2 separate regions of the Mus musculus genome follow, and region 2 is linked to region 1. Evidence: chromatin contacts called from public Hi-C data. All regions are on one chromosome and are shown on one strand. The core of a region is the stretch at or near the end of the contact, and the rest is flanking DNA. Distances in the headings are between cores, read along the strand shown. Region 1 overlaps Hip1 (huntingtin interacting protein 1). Region 2 has its middle 5.3 kb from the start of Ccl24.

The links. Hi-C and Micro-C count contacts between places; a contact is called where the count stands out from the background.
Region 2: a contact with region 1 is called in a Hi-C map of cortical neurons, with 2.5 times the contacts expected there. The contact joins two enhancer-like sites. A contact is called at or near these places in 2 of 39 promoter capture datasets (embryonic stem cells and macrophages), 1 of 15 datasets of contacts at CTCF or cohesin (pro-B cells), 10 of 484 Hi-C or Micro-C datasets (ECoMG myeloid progenitors, Th1 cells, Th2 cells and 6 more), 2 of 115 datasets of contacts at active chromatin or transcription factors (both in embryonic stem cells) and 2 of 9 other capture datasets (adipose tissue and pancreatic islet).

Annotation. Positions count from the first base shown.
Region 1 is chr5:135,506,149-135,512,335 of GRCm38.p6, forward strand. The region is part of intron 1 of Hip1 (huntingtin interacting protein 1); the gene reads right to left. Among named protein-coding and RNA genes, the nearest start is that of Gm52790, 27 kb to the right of the region's middle. Within about 2 kb of position 1,618, at least 12 of the 459 cell types and tissues checked have an H3K27ac peak or open chromatin away from gene starts, as enhancers often do. A contact at or near this core is called in cortical neurons, where this site is marked.
Region 2 is chr5:135,575,296-135,581,499 of GRCm38.p6, forward strand. No RefSeq gene overlaps it. Among named protein-coding and RNA genes, the nearest start is that of Ccl24, 5.3 kb to the left of the region's middle. Within about 2 kb of position 4,151, at least 19 of the 459 cell types and tissues checked have an H3K27ac peak or open chromatin away from gene starts, as enhancers often do. A contact at or near this core is called in cortical neurons, where this site is marked.

The DNA of each region.
Region 1 (6,187 bases), core at 368-2,867:
GTAAATCAGAAACGGAGAGGAGGCCCACACTGGAGGGTCTCCTTTTTCCAACCTCTACTACGAGGCAGAATGGCGGATGAAGAAGGAAGGAAGGTCCAGAAAAAAGGGCACCTGAAAAGCAACTGTTGGAGAAATGTTTTAGGATAGTGTCCCACTTCCTCTTCTTGATGCTGTCACAAAACACTGTGACAAAAACAACTTAGAGGAGAAAGATCTTTCTGAGTTACAGCTCAGGGCACAGTCCACATGGGAGCAGTGTCAAGGTGGTGGGGCTTGAAGAACGTTCTCAGGAAGCAGAGCGTGGTGAATGCATGCTGCCACTCAGCTCCTTTGTCGATTTGTACAGTCAGGGATCCCAGCTAGGGAATGGCGCCGCCCGAAGTGGGCCAATCTTCCCATCCCAATTTCTGCAATCAATAGGCATGTCCATATACCAGTTGAGTCTAAGTTCTTCCAATTTACTAATCATCGCAGATAGCAAGGCGTGGGTGAACAATGAGGATAGGTAGACTGCCTTAGTGGGGAAATGGCTCGATGACTCCAGGCTGTGCCAAACAGCATCCTACATCATGGTAGGGCATCACGTGACTGCTCAAGTGGTAACAACACAAAACCACTCAAAACCATATGGGACCAACAAGTCTGACCCAGATGACGGCTGTCATTTCCTTCATATTACTATCATTTCCATATTGTTAGTTTTGCAAAACTGCCCAATCCCATCATGCATCTGACACCACGCCACATCCAGGAACCCACACGTGCAGAGAAGCAGAGTGAACTTGATCCCAACCGATTCCTGGAATTTCCTCCCTTTCTTCCAACTTAACCCATCAACAGCCTTCTTACAGTTTGTCCAAAAAAATGGGCTCTTTTAGGTGTGTGCCTGCACACACAGGAGCACAGCACTCAGGTGGAGGTCAGAGGGCAACTGTGGAAGGAGCTGGCTCTCTTCCTCCATCATCATGCAGGTGACTTATCTGAGCCATCTGGATGGTCTCTCATATGGTAGGGTTTTTTTGTTGTTGTTTTGAGGGGGGGATCCACATAGTGAGGAAGAGGAGGAGAGGGTACTAGAATGAGGAAGAGAAGAAGAAGAGGAGGAAGGAAAGAAAGAAGGAAGGAACAAAGAAGTAAAGAAGCAAAGAAAAGATAGTTCAGAGACAAAGACTCCTGATGGCCTGTAGGAGAAAAATCAGACGAGCAGCTCCTAACCCTAAGAACAGAGGTCCCAGGGCAATGAGAGGACTCAGTGAGCAAGAGTGCTTGCCACTAAGCCTGAGGACCTGAGTTTTATATCCGGAACCCACATGGCAGAAGGAGAGAACCAAATCCCTAAGTTGTCCTTTGACCTCTACACCCAACAAGTACCCCTCCCCCATACACATAGGAAAAAAATGGATGGGGTGGGGAGAACAGCAGAGATCCGCTAGGATCAGGAAGAAAAAAACCCAGCTACAAAGGGGTTTAATAATTCCCAAAGGCATGCAATGAACAGGGTGTTGCACTCTGGCTTGGAGGCCCAATTAACCTCCACCGTTAAGCTATTCTGAGCCTCACAATACCTCAGGAGGTGAGGACGCAGACTAGAAACCCATTTATAGAGCATGAGTGCAATCTCATAAAACGGTATAAATATATACGTGCGTGCATATGCATGAGCGCAGCTGTATCTATAGGCAGGGTATTTATAGGCAGACGCTGGAAAGAAAGACTTTAAACTGGTAACCGTGGCAATTTTTGAAACTGTTTCTGAAATAGCTTTTCTAAAATTAATATGATTAATGGGAAAACATTATTTAAATAGACGCAGGAATGGGCAAGTATCAAAGGCAGGCTATAAAATAGACTTTCTGGAAATAGTGGCGTCTTGCCAACCGATTCTGGAATAAATCCAAAGCCCTCACTTACTTCTCGGATAATGATGGGAGGGACGTGAGGTCTCTGAGGCGTGGTTCGGGCTACTCAGGAAAGGGTTAACCACCAGGACCCCTCTAGCTCCGTGCATAAATCCCAGTATTGAAACAAAACAATTTGGCCCATTGAGATGGCTCACCAAGTAAAAGTGCCACCATGCCTGATGACCTGGGCTCAATCCCGGCACCCACCTGATGGGAAGAGAGATATATACACAGTGGGTAAATATATATAATATATATATATATATTTATATGTGTGTACACACACACTTTTTTTTTAAAGAAGAAACAACAAAATTCACTTTACAAGACTGTCAGAAAGGCTGAATAAGCTCACAAACACTAAGACTCTAAAATTCATTTAGACTGTGCTGACTCTGTCTTATGTGTGGCAAATGCCTTGGCACCGTCCCAAGTCACAGTTAAATTGTGGTTGCAAAATACAGCGCCAATTCTAGACTATTCAGTCAGTTTGATTTCATAAGATGGACATGCCAACTCCCAAATCAGCTATTTTAGATATTTTAAGTAATCAATTCGGGGTCAGATGAAATGGCACACTCTCACTTTTTAATCCCAGCACTCAACATGCCAAAGGAGAGAGATCTCTGTGAGTTCTAGGCCAGCCTGATCTACATTGCATATGGTGACCCTGTCCAAACAAACAAAGAGACAAAAAAAAAAAAAATGACAGTTTGGGAGCTGGGGACGTAACTTAGTTGTTAAAGTTGTCTAGCATGCCTGATGCCCTGGGCTCTATTCCCAACACTACATAAACTGGGGAGCTTACACACACACACACACACACACACACACACACACACACACTTTTAAAGTATAATCCCAGCCCTGAGGCGGAAGCAGGAATATCAGAAACTCAAGGTCATCTTTAGCTACCTAATGTGCTCGAGGCTAGCCTGGGCTATACAAGACACTGTCTCTAAACCAATCAGTCCATAAATTAAACAGTCAGTAGGCTGTTTGGGCTTTATTGGAGACAGTGTCTTTAAAATAGCTTCGTGTGTGCATGTGTACACTCACGTATGTGCCATGGCACACATGTGGAGGTCAGAGGACAACTTTCAGGAGTTAGTTCTCACCTTTCCCCTTTACAGAAGTTATTTGGATGGAGCTATGTCAGGAAGCAAGCACCTTTACCTGCTGAGCCATCTCAGCTGCCCTACGGTTTCTGCCACTCTTCGTGGTTTCTCTGCATGGCTTACACTTTCTGTTAAAACCCGGCATTTCATTAGCAACCCCCAAAGCAAGCCTTGCCTTCTGGGAAGTTCCGCATATTTCAGCTGCTATTTCTTTAATGACTTTCCCCGTAATTAAGGAAAGCCTGGGTTCCAGGTCCTGCGTGGCTAGTGAGGTCTTTGCTTCATTAACCTAGAAGTCAGCTAATGATTAGACGGAGGTTCCCCGAGTCTTCTAGAACTATAAATCTCCTGCTCTTTGCAGAGAAGCTCTGCATGTGCAGAAACCTTCAATACGCAGTGGGCTGTGTGCAGAATTTCAAGAAAATCAGCTGAAAAGAGAGATCACCTCAAGTCTTTCCTGGCCATGTGCACACACACTAGAAAGACACTCCTATGATTGTGTACATGCACACACATACACACACACACACACACACACACACACACACACACCTCCTTTTGAATTCCAAGACTGTGTCAGAGCTTCCTTGTTTGCTTGCTTGCTTGCTTGCTTGCTTTTCTTTTCTTCTTTTGAGACAGCACCTCTCTGTCTAACTCTGGCTGTCCTGCAACTTGCCATGTAGACCAGGATGGCCTCAAACAACCCACTGGCTGATTCTAGCTGCCGAGTGCTGGGATTAAAGGCGTGTGCCATTGCCCCTGGCGTGTGCCAAAGCTTTTAAAAGTAACTCCAGGGCTGAAGAGATGCCTCATCAGGTAAGATGCCCGCTGCCAAGCCTGATGACCTGAGCTCGATCCCCGTGCCCACGTGCTGGGCAGTGGCATGGATGAGCTCCACTCTACCCATGCACCAAAAATTAAATACAAATGTGACATCTTTTTAAGATGATTCCAGACCCTGCAGCTTCATCCTCCAGCTTCCTGCCCCTCCCTCCTCTGCTCCGGTGACTCTGACTGCTTCATTAATTTTTCTTTTCTTTGTTACTTTTTCTCTTGATAATCGCAAGTAGCCAAGATAACTTGAACTTCTGATCCTCCTGCCTCCACTTCCTGAGTGCCAGAATCACAGGCTTACCATCTGAGCTAGCTTTATCTCTAACCCAAAGTATTAGCATCAAATCTTAACATCCCAGGACTGGGGAGATGGCTCATAGGTTAAGAGCAGCACTGTGCTCACAAATACCCTGAGTTCAGGTTGCCTGTACCCTTATCAGACAGTTCACAAACTGCCTGTAACTTCAGCTCCAGGGATCCAACTCCCTCTTCTGGTCTCCCTGGGTTACCTGCACTCATGTGCACATATACACTCTGTGAGATGCAGACACATAATTTAAAATAAAATAAAATAAAATAAAATCTAAAAACAAACCAAATTTAACATCCTTCTCTGTTTGGTAGAGCTGCGTTCTCTGTGAACCCCACCTCTGACTCTTCACTGTTACATCAACACCCTAAATGAGAACGTTATCTTTTTTTTTAAGATTAATTTTTTTATGTATGTATTTCAGACACACCAGAAGAGGGCGTCAGATCCCATTACGGATGGTTGTGAGCCACCATGTGGTTGCTGGGATTTGAACTCAGGACCTCTGGAAGAGCAGTCAGTGCTCTTAACCACTGAGCCATCTCTCCAACATGGGACCATTATCTTCTGCTGTTGTTTCCATTTGTGTTTTGAGAAAGGGTCTCAGTCTGTAGCACAAGCTGGCCTCAATGTGACCAGCTTTTTTTCTTTAATCCTCTGACCAGAGGTGTCTGGAGAGCTGGGATTACAGGTGTATGCCACCACACCCAGCTGTGACCATGATCCTGAATGTGTTATCATTCCTCCACATGTTTTTATACCGCTTATCCATGTGTGTATGCAAACTAATACACACTGGTTTTTATATTTCCCAACAACATGGAAGTACCATTTCCCCCAAGGATAGATAAACAGAAGTTCCATTTCCACTGCTTGCTCCCCCCCCCCCCCGCATTTGTTTGTTTTTGAAATATTTTTATTTACATGTCTATGTGTAAATGCAGTTTAGGCACATGAGTGTAGGTATTTTGGATCCAGAAGAGGGCGCTGGAGCCCCTGGAGCGGCAAGTTGCAAGAAATTGTGAGTCTCCTGAGATAGGTCCTGGCTACTGAAATCTGGAACTCTGAAAAAGCAGTACACGTGTATGGGTTATGCTATGATGACGCTTGGTGTATGCTGGGCAAGTGCTCTACCCATTGAGCAATATCCTCAGCCCAACACTTTCAGTAACATTCAAATGGATTTCTTTGAATTCTCTTGCCCATATCTTTCCTTTATCTTTAAAAAAACATATATTTATTTATGTATATGAGTATCTGTCTGCACGGTATGCATACAGTACCCTAGGAGGCAGAAGAGGGCATGGGATCCTTTCAATATGGAGTTTCAGCCAGTTGTGAGTTGCTATCTGGGTACAGGGAACCAAACAAGGATCCTTTGTAGGGGTAGCAAGTACTCTTAACCACTGAGCCACCCCTCCAGCCCCTTCCTCTTTATCTTGCTGGGAGGAGAGGAGCTAGTTTTCCCAATCACAAAGCTGACCTCTTCAGCTTTCTGTACACCTTTAAAATATCTGGGCATTGGGAGCACCCCTTTAATCTCAGCACTCAGGAAGCAGAGTCTGAGGCCAATCTGGTTTGTATAGACTTCCAGGCCACGGCTACATAGTGAGACCCAATCAATCAATCAATCAATCAATCACTAAATAACTAATCTTTTCGTGCATACACACAGTCTGGCCATGCCCACCCTCCTCTGGGACCTGTTTCCCTGTGACTTCCTCTCTTCTCCGCCTTGATCCCCCATTTCCCTGTGACTTCCTCTCTTCTCCGCCTTGATCCCCCATTTCCCTGTGACTTCCTCTCTTCTCCGCCTTGATCCCCCATTTCCCTGTGACTTCCTCTCTTCTCCGCCTTGATCCCCCATTTCCCTGTGACTTCCCCTCTTCTCCACCTTGATCCCCCATTTCCCTGTGACTTCCTCTCTTCTCCTCCTTGATCCCCCGTTTCCCTGTGACTTCCTCTCTTCTCCACCTTGATTCCCTAGCCCTGTGCTCAGCTCGGGGCTCTCCTTCCTGACTCTG
Region 2 (6,204 bases), core at 2,901-5,400, 72 kb after region 1:
ACATACATAGTTACATAGATACATAGATACATAGATTATGCATTTTTGTGGGGAGGGGAGGGAACTGGTATGCCGTAATGCACATGAGGAGGTCAGATGATAGTTCTCTGGGACCAGTTCTTGCTTGCTGCCCTTGCCCAGGTTCCGGAGGTAGAACTCGGGTCTTCACGCTTGGACAGCAAGTACTCACTTCCTCAGCTATCTCTGAGCCCCAGCCCCAAATAATTCCATTTTCTAGCATCCACCCCAGCCTTTGCTGCTTAGCAATTTGGAGGAGAAGCCCACTGTCACTCTGATGTAGTAACACGTGACAGGAAGAGGAAGTAGAAAATCAGGGATGTCTGGGGAGAGAAGTGCAGGGCAGGGCAGGGATGCTCAGGGCCTAATGTTGTAACCTGAGTGGGTTGGCAAAAGGTCATCAGTGGGAGGCCTTGCTGTGGGTGGTGTGTCCTCGATTACTAACACATTTAGGGGGTTTTCCAAGGCCTTAAAATGCCACCCACTCTACCCCATTTACAGTCAATCTAGGAGAGTAGGTTGGAGGTTCCCAACCCTGGTTGTTTTGTTTTTGCATGTATATGTGTGTGTGGTGTGCAAAAGTGTGTGTTTGTACCAGTGTGTGTGTGTGTATATATGTATGTGTGCTCATGTGCACATGTGCATGTACTTGTACACACACACATGCACGTGCACATATACACACAAGCGTGTATGCCTATAGAGGCCAGAGGTGGACAGTGAGTCTCTTCCTCAGTCACTCCCTGCCTTCTGTTATGTGACAGGGCTCCTTACTGTACCCAGAACTAACTGGTTCAGCTACTCTGACTGGCCAACTTGCCTCAGGGGTCCCCTGTCTTCACTTCCCACGTGCTGAGATTGTAGATGGGCCACCCCACAGACACAGCACAGATCTGGGTGCTAGGGATTTGAACTCAGGTTCTCATGCTCATGCTTGCACAGGCACTGATGATGTGTTGGTGGCTCCTACATCAGTCGCTACAAAGGGAAAATGGGAATCTTAGGCAGGGAGATGAACAAAGACATCATCGTCAGGTCAGGAATCCCAGTTCCCCACACAGGAACTTGTGTCCTCTCCCTCAACGGGCTGGGATGTGACAGGCAGAGGAAGAAGGTTCAAAGGGAGAGAGAGTGAGGAGTGGGGCCTGCTGACACATGCCTATAATTGAGCCTTGGGAAGCTGACACAGCGAGATTGAAAATTCAAGGGTAGTCTGGGCTGTATGGAGGGCTACAGTTCAGCCTGGCTGTTTAATGAAATGTCTCAAGGTAGTGAGTGGATGGAAGGAAAGAGATACAAGTGGAGAGAGAAGGAAAGAGAGGATGTGAGGGAAAGGGAAGAGAGGGAAGGGAGGAGAGGGGAGAGAAGGGCTGGAAGTCCTGTGTGACAAGGTCTGAGAGACGGAGGCAGGCAGCCCTTGAGCTCGGACTTAGCCCTGCTATAACAGTTAGCAGTGGAGGCTCTCAGAAAGTGAAGATAGAAAGATGCAGCAGGCATCGAGATGGCAACCGGCCCCTGGGAGAAGCTTCTAGAAGGGGAATGGGCAGCAGGCAGACAATGATGAAGGAATGGGATTAAACCTCCCAGACCTGTAGGGCCCCAGGTTCAGCCCGGGTCCAGCTTAGACCCCCCCACCCCACCTCTGTGGGCCTAGGGTGACTCAGTGTGAAACGCTACACCACACAAAAGAATGGACACTGTTGCGTTGTACCTAAAATACACCTTGTTCTGTCAGCTAAAACTGAAGCTTATCTTTAACTTAATTCTTAAATTTATTTTATTTATTTTGCTTTATGCTGTTTTTTGTTTTGTTTTGTTTTTTTCTTTTCCTCTAGTATAATTCTAGAAATGTCTGCTGTATTGTTGGAAGTTTTAAAAATTTGTTTACTATTTGTGTGTGTGTGTGTGTGTGTGTGCATGTGAGCATGCATGCTCATGTGCCATAGAAAATGTGTGGAGGTCAGAGGACAACTTTAGGGTTACAGGTGTGTGCCACCACACTCTGCTTAAGGTGACAGTTTACACAGATGATTCTAGATTTTTCTGAGGTCAGATGTGAGTTGAACCAGGTCTTGTACCACAGACTGTCACCCAGCTGAGGCTGAAGCAGGAGAACCACAAATTCCAGGCCAATATAGGGTCACATAGTGAGTTCAAGGCTAACCTGGGCAACTGACTATGATCCTGTCTTAAAGTAAAATGAGAAAAGAGGATTGGGGTATACTGTAACCACAGAGCAAGTACCTAGAATCTCCCGGGGGGGGGCGTGTTGGGAGGGGGTGAAGGGCATGGCTCAGTGGTAGAGCCCCTGCCTAGAATCCCCCAGGGAGGGGCTGGGGGCATGGCTCAGTGGTAGAACCCCTGCCTAGAATCCCCCAGTGAGGGGCTGGGGGCGTGGCTCAGTGGTAGAGCCCCTGCCTAGAATCCCCCAGGGAGGGGCTGGGGGCATGGCTCAGTGGTAGAACCCCTGCCTAGAATCCCCCAGTGAGGGGCTGGGGGCGTGGCTCAGTGGTAGAGCCCCTGCCTAGAATCCCCCAGGGAGGGGCTGGGGGCGTGGCTCAGTGGTAGAGCCCCTGCCTAGAATCCCCCAGGGAGGGGCTGGGGGTGTGGCTCAGTGGTAGAGCCCCTGCCTAGAATCCCTCAGTGAGGGGCTGGGGGCGTGACTCAGTGGTAGAGCCCCTGCCTAGAATCCCCCAGTGAGGGGCTGCCTTAGCGTAGAGTACCTGCCTAACATGTACATGAACCTATACCGAAGAAACAAAAAGAAAGGAGAAGAAAAATAAATCAGTTTGTAATATCTCAGGACATGTCCCAGGAAGAGGACTGTATTAATTTTTCTCAGCACCTGACAGAAGCAACGCAAGAAAAGTTTATTTTGGGTCATGGCTTTCATGGCAAGGAAGGCATGGGGCAGGAGAGGCCCAGTCCACATTGACAGGGACATGGCACTTCTAGGACACAAAGAGCCAGAGCAGAGTCTTCAGGACCCACCTTTCATGACCCATTCCCATCCACTGAGGGAATGGGAGGCTCCATACCAAAGATTTCCCAACCTCCCAGATCAGAGCCATCAGCATGGGGATGGATGTTCAACCACAGAAGTCTGTGGCCATTTCACATGGCCACCACAGCAGGGACATTGGCGCTGACAGCTGTAATGCCACAGAAGCAGAGCATGGCGGAATAGACATGACCTTCATCTTGTCATGTGCTGTTTGGGCTCACTAAAAAGCCAACTCAGGAAGCAGGGCTTCTCTTCCCCAATCCCAGACCCAAGCATGCGTCCTCCCAAGGGAAAACAGCGTCCTTGAGGACAGCTGGAAGGTGACCCATTTCCAACAGAGGTCGCCAGTGTTCACACCAGGCCAACACCAAAGGTGCTGAAGTGGGAGACAGAATCTGGAAGTTCAACCACGGAAAGAAAGTTCAATGGGGAAGCCGGGCTGACTGCCTCAGCCTCCCCAACCAGTTTCTGAGCGATGGCTCAGTGGTTAGAGCACTGGCTGCTCTCACAGAGGACACAGGTTCAATCCCCAGCACCCACATGGCAGCTCACAACTGTCTGTAACTCCAGTTCTGGGGGTGGATGGGGATCCAATGCCCTCTTTAGAGTCTGCGGGGCACCCGGCATGCACACATGAATCTGCGAGTTCTAAATTAACTATGTTAATGTGTGTGTGTGTGCTTCTTTGAACGCATGAGGCCAGAAGACAGCGTTAGATCCCCTGAGTTACAGGTCCTGAGCCACCATGTGTGTGATTAGATGGGAACTCACATCCTCTACCAGGATGGTTCGTACTCTTAACTGCTGAGCCATCTCTCCAGCTCCAGTTACTTGCTGTTTAATTTGGAAACCCCACGTGATGGGAAGCGCTGCTCTTCCCCGGACTTTTGCACGGAAACCCCAGCCTGCTGCCTCAATGGGCTTCCCCAGTTGGTCTCTGTGGGATGTTTTGAGCACCTGCTTGGATCTTTTGTGTTTTCTCTTTCTCTTATGCTTGTATTTCTGCTTTCTACAGAGACTCAGTAAACTCGCTCACTCAGAGCCAAAAGTCTGGCCTTCGTAGACCACTCTCAGGCCTTTCAGAACACATGGGCAGAGGCCTGGGCTCTTAGAGTGAGGGGAAGCAGGGTTGGAGCAGAGCCCGGGTTGCCTAGGGAACTGCTAGATTCCTTAGAAGCGCGTTTCCATTCACCCCCATCATTGTGGATGGGAGGAAAGGGAGGATTGCGACAGTCAGCGAGGGTGGCGCTCATATGTGGAATGAGCTATGAATGTCTCTGCAAGATTCAGCCTTGATCTGGGGGCAGCCACATCGGTTGGTGATTCAGCAGTACCCACAGGCAGGTGTGACAGGAAGGAGTTGGGGACCGAGTAGAAGGCTGAAGCAACTGGAGGGAGGGAAGGTTTATTTGAGCCCATTGCTTCAAGGGCTCACAGTCCACTGTAGCGAGGACAGCAGGTGTAAGGAGTTCCTGTTGCCAGCCTTGCTGATGGGGTGGGGGTGGGGTGGCTAGTCTTAGATAGGGACAAGAAAAAGTGCAGCTGCCTTCTCTAGAACAGTAGATCTCAACCAGTGTGGCACAACCTTTTTGGTGGCTAAACAACCGTCTCACAGGGGCCATCTAACACCACCAGAAAACAGATATTTATATTACAACTCATATCCGTAGCAATATTACGGTTATAAAGTTGCAACAAAAATATCTTTATGGTATCTGATGAGCTAGCTATATTAAAGGGCCCCAGAATTAGGAAGGTTGAGAACCCATGGAGGGAAGACAGACAGACAGACAGACAGACACACCCATACACACACATGCCACAGAGAGAGAGAGAAATGGAGAAATCAACAAGAGAGACACACATGAGAGAAAGAAACACAGAGAAAGGGCAGGGGGAGCACAAAGCACACAGACAGAGATGGGAGGAACCTTCAGGAGGTCATTAAGTCATGAGCTCTGCCCTCACGAGTAGATGTGTGTGACTGTGGGAGACGGTTTGTGACACAGGACGGGGCTCAGACTGAGGACCTTGTCTAAAAAATGAAAATGAAGGCTGGTGTGGGGGTGCACAGTAACCCCAGAAGCCCCAGAAGCAGAGAGGGAGGAGGATGCCTAGGGCTTGTTGGACAGCTAGCCTAGACTTCATAGTGAGTTCCAGGTAATGAGATCTTATCTCAGAAATAAACAAATAAGATGTATGCTGGCCCCTGAGGCAAGACAGCTGAGGCAGTCCTCTGGCCTCCACATATATGTGCACATAAGTGTACATACACAAACACACAGACATACACAGTGAGACATCTTTTCTCCCTCGTTTCCTTCTTTCTCCCTTCTGCCCTCCACTATAGGATGATACAGCAAGAGGCCCTTCTCAGATGTAATCCCTTGACCTTGGATTCCCCTGAACCATAAGAAACAAATTCCTCTTCTTTATCAAGTACAGAACCAGTGTAGTGACTCACTCCTGTAAAGTCAGCACCCAGGGCAAGAAGACTGATCAGAGTTTGAGGTCAGCTTGGGTGCATCCCAGTCTATCCCAGGCTACAGTGGGGAGACACTATCTCTTTTAAAAAAAAAAAAAGAGCTGGAGAGATGGCTGAGGAGTGCTTACTGCCCTTTCAGAGGACCAGAGTTTAGTTCCTAGGTCCTACATTGACTGGCTCACAACCACCTACAACTCCAGCTCCTGGGCTCCCTCTCCTGGCCTCTGTGGGCACTGCACTCATGTGCACATACACACACACACACACACACACACACACACACACACACACACACATATATATATATATATATAAAATAAAAATACAGGAAATTCAAAACCATGTGCCATTCAGTTACATCAACACAAAGTAGACACGGACTCTGTTAGGCTACTGTTTACAAGTACCTGAGAGAAAACATTTAAAGAAGAAAAGGTGGTGGAGCGTGGTACTGCACACCTTTACTCCCAGCACTCACAAGATAGAGGCAGGCAGAGCTCTGTGAATTCGAGGCCAGCCTGGTCTACAGAGTGAGTTCCAGGACAGCAGAGCTACATAGTGAGACCCTGTCCTAGACACCCTCCCACTCCTACCCCTCAAATAAAGAAGAGAAGAATTACTTTGCTCACAGATTCAGCAGTCGCCCTCCATGGTCTTTTGTTCCCAGAGCTTTAGGTCTGAGGTGAGGCTAAACATC